2 separate regions of the Pelodiscus sinensis genome follow, and region 1 is linked to region 2. The links are chromatin contacts, called in public Hi-C maps. All regions are on one chromosome and are shown on one strand. The core of a region is the stretch at or near the end of the contact, and the rest is flanking DNA. Distances in the headings are between cores, read along the strand shown. Region 1 holds the start of GPR135 (G protein-coupled receptor 135). Region 2 holds the start of LOC102461683 (potassium channel, subfamily K, member 16-like).

Region 1 (4,288 bases), core at 577-3,076, 280 kb before region 2:
AAAAGAGCGTAGCTCTTGCTCAAGAAGCCATCTTCTGCTGCTGTACTGTAAATATTCTTGTGCAAGAGCGGGCAGGTAGTGTGGATGCTCTGTGGGCTCTTGCGCAAGAACCTGCCAGAGTAAACATAGCCCTGGTGTCCAAGCCTTCTCCTATACACAAGAGGCCAGTTTTTAGAGCACTGGCAGATTGAGAGCCAGAGCTTGAATGTGAATGCTCCATCCACTGGGCTATAGGATTATAGGGATGTTATCAGGTGTGTCATATCTAAGACCCGGGCAATGACTTTTCTGCTACATGTGACATGGGTGAAGCCCCAGCTGGCCTACTGTGTTCAGGTTTTTTTTTGGGGGGGGGGGGGGTCTGTATTTCAAGAATGATGTCAACTAACTGGAGAAAGGCCAGAGGAGAATGACAAAAAAAATGCTAAATGGGTTGGAAAATCTGACTGCTGAGAAAAGGGGGCAAGAACTGATCACTCTGTTGGCATGGGGGTGGGGTGAGGGGGTTTCATGGTGTGTGTCACTCTGTTGGGGTGGGAGGTGTCAAGGGTATGTGTGTCACTTTTGGGGTGTGAGGGTGGTCGGGTTGAGGGTATTTCACACTGTTGGGGTGGAGTGTATCTGGGGTGTGCGTGGCCCTGTTGGAGTGGAGGGTGTTACTCTCTTGGGGTGGGGGGGTGTCAATCAGTCTGTTGGAGTGGGGGGGGGCCCTGTTGGAGTGGAGGGTATCGCTCTTGGGGTGAGGGTGTGTGTGAGATTCTGTTGGAGTGGGGGAGGGTGTCACTCTGTTGGAGTGGGGGGTGTCGGGGGTGTGTGTGTCACTGTTGGCGTGGAGGAGTGTCAGGGTGTGTGTGTGCGTGTGTCACTGTTGGAGGGGGGGTGTACGTCGGCGTGTGTGTGTGTCACTGTTGAAGTGGGGGTGTGTCAGGGTGTGTCACTGTTGGCGTGGGGTGTGTGTCAGTCACTGTGTTGGAGTGGGGGTGTGTCAGGGTGTGTGTGTGTGTCACTGTGTTGGCGTGGGGGTGTGTCAGGGTGTGTGTGTGTCACTGTTGGAGTGGGGTGTGTCGCTGTTGGAGTGCGGGTGTGTGTCACTGTTGGAGTGGGGTGTGTGTCACTGTTGGAGTGGGTGTGTGTGTGTGTCACTGTTGAAGTGGGGGTGTGTGTGTCACTGTTGAAGTGGGGGGTGTCACTGTGTTGGAGTGGGGGGTGTGTCAGGGTGTGTGTCACTGTTGGAGTGGGGTGTGTGTCACTGTTGGAGTGGGGGTGTGTGTGTGTCACTGTTGAAGTGGGGGGTGTCACTGTGTTGGAGTGGGGGTGTGTCAGGGTGTGTGTCACTGTTGGAGTGGGGTGTGTGTGTCACTGTTGAAGTGGGTGTGTGTGTGTGTCACTGTTGGCGTGGGGTGTGTCACTGTGTTGGAGTGGGGGTGTGTCAGGGTGTGTGTCACTGTTGGAGTGGAGGTGTGTGTGTGTGTCACTGTTGGAGTGGGGGGTGTCACTGTTGGAGTGGAGGTGTGTCAGGGTGTGTGTCACTGTTGGAGTGGGGGGTGTCACTGTTGGAGTGGAGGTGTGTCAGGGTGTGTGTCACTGTTGGAGTGGGGGTGTGTCAGGGTGTGTGTCACTGTTGGAGTGGGGGTGTGCCACTCTTGGTGTGTGGGGGTCACTCTGTCGGAGAGTCTGCGCGGCCAGGGGAGGGGGGGGTCTAAGCAACGCGGGGGTCGCCCCTGGCTCTGGCCGGGCCCCGTGTGCGCAATCGGCGAGGCCGGACGCGGTTCCCTGGGCAACGGTCTGGAGACGTCAGCGGCTCGCGGAGCCCCCGAAGGCCGCACGCAGCAGGGGGCGCGGGCGGTCGGCGGCGGCGCTCAGAGCCTGCCCGGCCGGGCGGGGAGCAGCAGGCGGCGCCGCGGCTCCCCGGACACGGGCAGCCTCGGCCGCGCAAGGCGATGCTGGCTGCCCATGGAGCCGCCGTCGGCGAGCGCGGGGCGCAATGAGAGCGGCGGCCAGGCGGAGGAGCCGGGCTGGTCGGGCGCGGCGCTGGCCTCGCAGGCGCTGCTGCTGGCGCTGATCTTCGCCCTGTCGGCGCTGGGCAACGGGGCCGTGGTGCTGGTGATCGCCCGGCACCGGCAGCTGCGCACCGTCACCAACGCCTTCGTGCTGTCGCTGTCCCTCTCCGAGCTGCTGGGCGCGCTGCTCTGCCTGCCGCTCGCCTTCCTGCGCCTGCTGAGCCAGCCGCGCGGCGCCTGGCTCGCCGGCCAGCGCCTCTGCCTGGCCAGCGCCGCCCTGCACGCCGGCCTGGGCATCGCCGCCACCCTCACCATGGCGCTGCTCTCCTTCGACCGCTACTGCGCCATCGTGCGCCAGCCCCGCCGCAAGATGGGCCGCCGCCGCGCCGCCCAGCTGCTGGCCGCCGTCTGGCTGGCGGCGCTGGGCTTCGCCGCCCCCTGGTACCTGCTGGCCCAGGCGGCGGGGGGCGAGCGGGCGGGCGGGGCCCGCTGCACCTACGTGCTGCTGCCCGGGGGCTCGTCGCGGCTGGGCCCGCCCTACAGCGCGGCGCTCATCGTGCTCTGCTACCTGCTGCCCTTCGCCCTCATGTGCTTCTGCCACTACAACATCTGCCGCGCCGTGCGCCTCTCCGAGAGCCGGGTGCGGCCGCTCACCACCTACGGCCACCTGCTGCGCTGCTACGGCGAGATGCGCACCGCCACCACCGTGCTCATCATGATCGTCTCCATCATCTGCTGCTGGGGGCCCTACTGCGTCCTGGGGCTGGCGGCCGCCGCCGGCCACCTGCCCTTCTCGCCCAGCGTGGACGCCGTGGCCAGCTGGCTGGCCTGGGCCAACGGCGCCATCAACCCGCTCATCTACGCCGCCCGCAACCCCAACATCTCCATGCTGCTGGGCCGCAGCCGCGAGGGCGGCTACCGGACTCGGAACAACGTGGCCGCCTACCTGGCCGCCCGGGGCCAGCGCCTGGAGGCCCGCGGGCGGCCCGAGCCAAGCCAGGAGCGCTATGCCCAGCAGCGGCCCAGCGGCCCCGCCGCCAGCACCCGCTCCTCCTCCAGCCCGGCCAACGGCGGCGAGGTGGCCATGTGGGCTTGCAAGAACCCGGCCGTGCTCTTCTGCCGCGATGCCCAGCCCGACACGGCTGCGCTGCCGCCCAAATCCGACACCGCTGATACCAGCCTCTGAGCTGGCCGAGGGCAGCGGTAGGAAAAGCTGCCTGGCACCGAGCTGCCTCCAGCTGTGGAACAGGCTCTCTGCCGGTGGGAAGAACCGGGAGACCTGTGGCTTTGGCCATTTAAACTAGGCTGAGCAAAGTGCAATCTGTAGTATCCAGGGAGCCTTACTGGAGGAGCTGGTGGGACTTTGTCCAGCACTCCAATTCTTAATGCCAGTAGGTGTGTGAGTTATGCACAGGTGGGGGGAAGCACAGGCAGGATCCAGGGACAGGGATGCTGGCTCTTTCTCTTTCAACAGGAAAGAGACCAGGGAGAGCTGCTGGAATGAGCTAAAAAGAGGAACCCTGCTCATAATAACTAACTCCAGGTGAGCAGCATCACAATTGAGCAAAAAGGGTGCCAATAGGAAGTTAAGAACACCACACCACAAGCCAACTGACCACTGGGAGATGTTAAGTGCCACACACACACAAAAGGGTGACTGGAAGCTGAGTATTGCCATCTCCATACAACTTACCACACTGTGAAAATTGCAGTTTTGCAGAAGACAGTTGTTTTAACCCATTATATGTGGAAATACACCATGTCTCAGATTGTAGGACATATTGAAATTCTGACAACACCAAAAGCATTTGAAGTGCATTTTAAAATTCCAAACATAAGAAAAATCCCTTGCAGAGCTCTGCAGATTTAAAGAAAATATGCAACGTTACAGAGGAGAAGAATGAAGCTTAAAGCTCCATGAAATTTGTGATAGTTTCCTTTCAGTATGTACATTCAGCGTGAAGGATTACAACCAGGAGATTCCCAGAAATGGGAGTGCAGTACTGTATTCTGAGCCAGAGCAAACTGAAGAAAGCATAAAATGTGGGTTAGGAATATATGTGGCATCATTCAGTTTGTGAAGTTCCTGGTTGAGGTGGACAAAAATACCTAATTTAATCTAACAACCTTTGAACATAGTAATGAGAGCCACTGGGGAGAGGCAAAATGCAGGACAATGTAGCACTTTAATGTAGCCACTGGGGAGAGGCAGGTATTCTGTTGAAGGAGAGAGAAAGCAATGTGATGAGTCTAGTTTGTATTTCTGGGTGCACAACTGGATGATTGGA
Region 2 (3,988 bases), core at 86-2,585:
CCTCACCTTCTTACACACGAGTTTCCAGTCCCTGATCTCCAGGACACCCAAAATGGACAGCAATCTGCTGTCTCCATGGAGACAGAACAGCCCAGTTCACTGGTTTCACCTCAGTTCAACACTCCTCAGACCAAGGCACTTTGCTATGTCAATAGTAAAACCTCAAGAAAATGTATTTAACTGATCTTGAGGAAAAGATACAACACACATCAGGTGGAGCCCCTCTCAGCAGCCTGGGACAATCACACACCACCCCTAGGGCACGGTTAAGAATGGCCATACTGGGTCAGACCAAAGGTCCATCCAACCCAGTATCCTGTCTGCCGACAGTGGCCAATGCCAGATGCCCCAGAGGGAGGGAACACAACAGGTAACGATCAAGTGATCTCTCTCCTGTCACCCATTTCCAGACAAAAGGCAATACTTCCCCTTTCCCACGTATAGCTGTCACCAGGTAGATCTGAACCTGGAACCTAGTGTAGTAGCCGCTACATTTTGAGCTATGAAGCCAGCTGGATCCCAACTTAGGCTGTAGAGCTCCCTTGTTCTTATCCCTCGCTGTAAGTGGTCTAAGTGTCACTACATGGGACAGTGAACCACACTAGGTCTATGGGTTACACAGGCACAGAGTCTGAGTGTAGAAAGAAACTTTTAATGAAAGGAAGGACGTCACCCAGCATTAATTTGTGAAAAATGGGCATTTTTCAAACTCACTCTCTGAAAACACTGGGCTTTGGAGAGCAGAGCTGGCTGGTATACTTAAAGCCTTCATCAGTGGCTTATTTACTTTTATGATTTTTAAGGCAGCAGCCAAAGAGCTGGGCACATTGAGAGATCCAGGTTGTAAATCTAAGACTGAGCAATTTCATTTGCACCATCTGTAAGGATGTGTTGGGTTAACCAAAGTCTCTTCTGTCCTTTCCTTATCTCTGCTGTCCAAATATAATGCCTGCCTTCAGGGACTCTCAATGACTTTGGTGGGGACAGATTCGGACTCTCTCAGAACAATTCCACATCCTTTACTTATGCTGGTGACACGTAACGTATGTGCGTGGTCCTTCTGAAGTCAATAGACGCTACATGCATAAGTGTGTGCTAACCGATCGTAGTACAGTGGCCTTTAACCTTTCTCTAAGGGAATCTGAGCTTATCTGCCATAAGAGTGCAAAGGGACACCAGTCTGGTCACACCAGGGACTTATGAGGCCCTGGGGCTGGTAAACAGAGGGGAGTGTATCAATGACCTCACAGAGACCTAGGGGGGCAGCTAAGCAGTCCCACCAAATACAGGGGGTGACTATATCAGTGACCTCATAGAGGCCATGGTGCAGCTAAGCAGCTCCCACCTAATACAAAGGCAGTAGCCCAGCTGTCAGACAGAAGGGGAGGTGCTGTGAGTGTAACATAGGGACCTGGGCAAGTGGGCAGCTTTGGACACAGGGAGAGGAACGGTGAGTGTGTGCCTGTACAGAAGGCTGTGAGGCTCAGTGAAATACCAATTCTACCTTGCTTTATAACAGATGGGTCGCCCCACTGGCTGCTGGGGATGGGGTGGAGGGGCGGTGAAGGGGAGAGGAAATGAGCCAGCTGTATAGAGAGGGTCAGTTAATTCAGGGTGTGACAAGCAGCAGGTGAGAAAGTACTAAAAGAGGAAGCCAAGCTCTCCACAGTGCTCAGCTGTCGGGCTTTACAGACAATGCTGCTGGGAGAAGCAAATCATCACACTTTTGACTTTGGAAATCTTGTTTTCCAGATCACTACTTATGAATCAATCATGTGCCATGGGAATACTGCTTTGCCAGCCAATAATAGCAGCAGCAGGATTAGCAGCTAATTTTGTCCTTCAGCTAATATTACACTATCTTTAGGGTGCAGTGCTAGGATGGGATTGAAATGCATTAAGAAACAATAGGTCTAAAGTAAACTGTTGGGGTGACATCACTGGCACTGTAGAGAACTCCTGGCTGAATGAGTTAAGTGAATAAACCGTTATTCAATCCTCGCTGGAGTACTTTCCAAACCTTAAAAACAGCTTCTAGACTAGAATATTGTGGGTCTGATCTACCGAGAGACGGGACGGGGAGAGAGAAGGACAGAGAGAGAGATTTGTGCTGAAATCAACAGGCGTTTTGCCTGGATAATGTCTAGAATTGGGCCCATAGACACTGATTCAACAAAGAACTGAAGTATGTGCTGAGTGCAAAAGTATACCAGCACATTTTAAAGCTAAACTCCTGTTTAAATGTGTTGCTGAAGCAGGATAGACCTAGGCATGGGCTGAAGGTATTGAATCAGAGCTATACTAAAGTTGGTTTCTTCTACCAACTTCTCCTCCATGACTGCCCAGAACACCCACTAGACCAGAACAGGGTGTGAGGTGGAACATGGGTCCCCAGATAGGTTTTTAACAGGAAGAGCTGTCTATAGGAGCGGCAAGGCCCTGCTGCCTCTCGCTGGGGAGATACAAAACAGAGGACTGTGAAGCGAAGTGCAATGAGACCATCTCGACACCCTGAGACGCAGGGCTCGGGGATGTCTAGGCTGCATTGTTAATCTGGAACAATGGGAGCTGCCACACCTGTTGCCAGGCATTCACAGCGCACTGTAAACCTGGCCTTGCCATAGCTGGACCTGGGTGTGATGCGAACACAGCCACATGGCATTAAACCTCCTGGCATGGGGTCTGCGACTTGAGTTGCAAAATGACAGGGCTTGGACCTACTTCAAGGTGGGTCCACGGGCCCAGATCTGCAGGGCTTTCTGACCCAGTCAGAAAGATGGGGGTGTGGATGGTTGGGCTTAAGCCTGAGTTCGTACAGCAGTGTGGCCACACCCTTCACGCGGCACTCAGTCGAACGCAAAGGATGCGGCAGGGGGCACGCGGCCGTGAGTCGGTGTGGATGTCTACGTATGGGGCTGCGACATCTTGTAGTTGTGTGGGATAAAACACAGAGGAGGGTGCTGCACAACAGAGATTAGAAGGGTTTGGTGGGATATAATTCAAAGTCTTATGTGTGAACAAGACACACAGAGCAGCAGGGGAATTTGAGGCATCCCATGAAGCCCACTGCTCTGGGGACTGGACTACTGCCTCCTTCCCCCTGGGGTATCTGTGGGGGCTGTTCACCTGCCCCTAGGCCTTTGTGAGGTCACTGACGTAGGAACTCGCTGCTGGCAAGGCTGCGCAGCTGGGACGGGCTGGAGATTGTGTTTCTGAGGAGGCCTGACTCAGCTATCATCCAACGGCTGAGTGGAGACCCTGGCGCTGGCTGGTTCTCCGAGGAAACATGGGGAGATGGTCAGGAGCTCTGTGTGAACACAGGGCGGGTCCCAGTATGGAACCCAGGGGGCCAGGTGCGTGTCATGTCCCCCTCCAATAGTGGTTCCATAGACAGCAACAGCCCGTTACTGCTGCCAGTTGAAGGAATACCTCGTTTAGCTCAAGTGATAGAGCCTTGCATGGGCATTGACTTTCTTCTTCATCTGCATGCTCCATCCCAGCTCTGCCCTGAGGCCCTGACCCCACTTCATCCCTTCCAAGGCCTCACACTTCCCCTGCCTCTTCCTGTCCTGCCCCCTCCCCGTGCCTCCCGCCCATCACCGCACAGTTGTGTACCCATGGTGCTACAAACCTGGCACATCCTGGAGCTGACACCTATGTTACTTTTGGGGATGAACATCCTACCTGCTTTTCCCTGCTGGCAGCCTATGGGAGGGCGGGGGGGGGGGGGGGGGGGGGGCTGCCTGGCTGGAGTTTTGAGCTCTGCTTGACTTCGGACAGCTGGGTGAGCTTCTCCGACTTCCCCACCAACAAGCATCTCCCTTGTGTGGCTCCAGGGCCTGGTGTTGTGGAGACGCAGGCTCGTGCTGCGGTGTTTTGATGAATAGCTCAGCAAAATATGTGGAGTGGAATCCTTGTTGCAGTGGGAACAAGACGACATGTGGTGCAAGGCGTTGATCTATTCTTGCGGGTATTGGTTGCACCGGCC

The links. A called contact is a pair of places that touch in the nucleus more often than the background predicts.
Region 1: a contact with region 2 is called in a Hi-C map of liver, with 3 times the contacts expected there. The contact joins the promoter of GPR135 here to the promoter of LOC102461683 in region 2. A contact is called at or near these places in 3 of 5 Hi-C or Micro-C datasets (liver and an unstated tissue).

Annotation. Positions count from the first base shown.
Region 1 is chr4:12,282,449-12,286,736 of ASM4963464v1, reverse strand. It overlaps GPR135 (G protein-coupled receptor 135), which reads left to right and starts at 1,826. Exons shown (of 1, transcript XM_075926325.1): 1 at 1,826-4,288. The coding sequence starts at 1,954. The coding sequence ends at 3,186.
Region 2 is chr4:11,997,773-12,001,760 of ASM4963464v1, reverse strand. It overlaps LOC102461683 (potassium channel, subfamily K, member 16-like), which reads left to right and starts at 1,335. Exons shown (of 7, transcript XM_006135254.4): 1 at 1,335-1,450.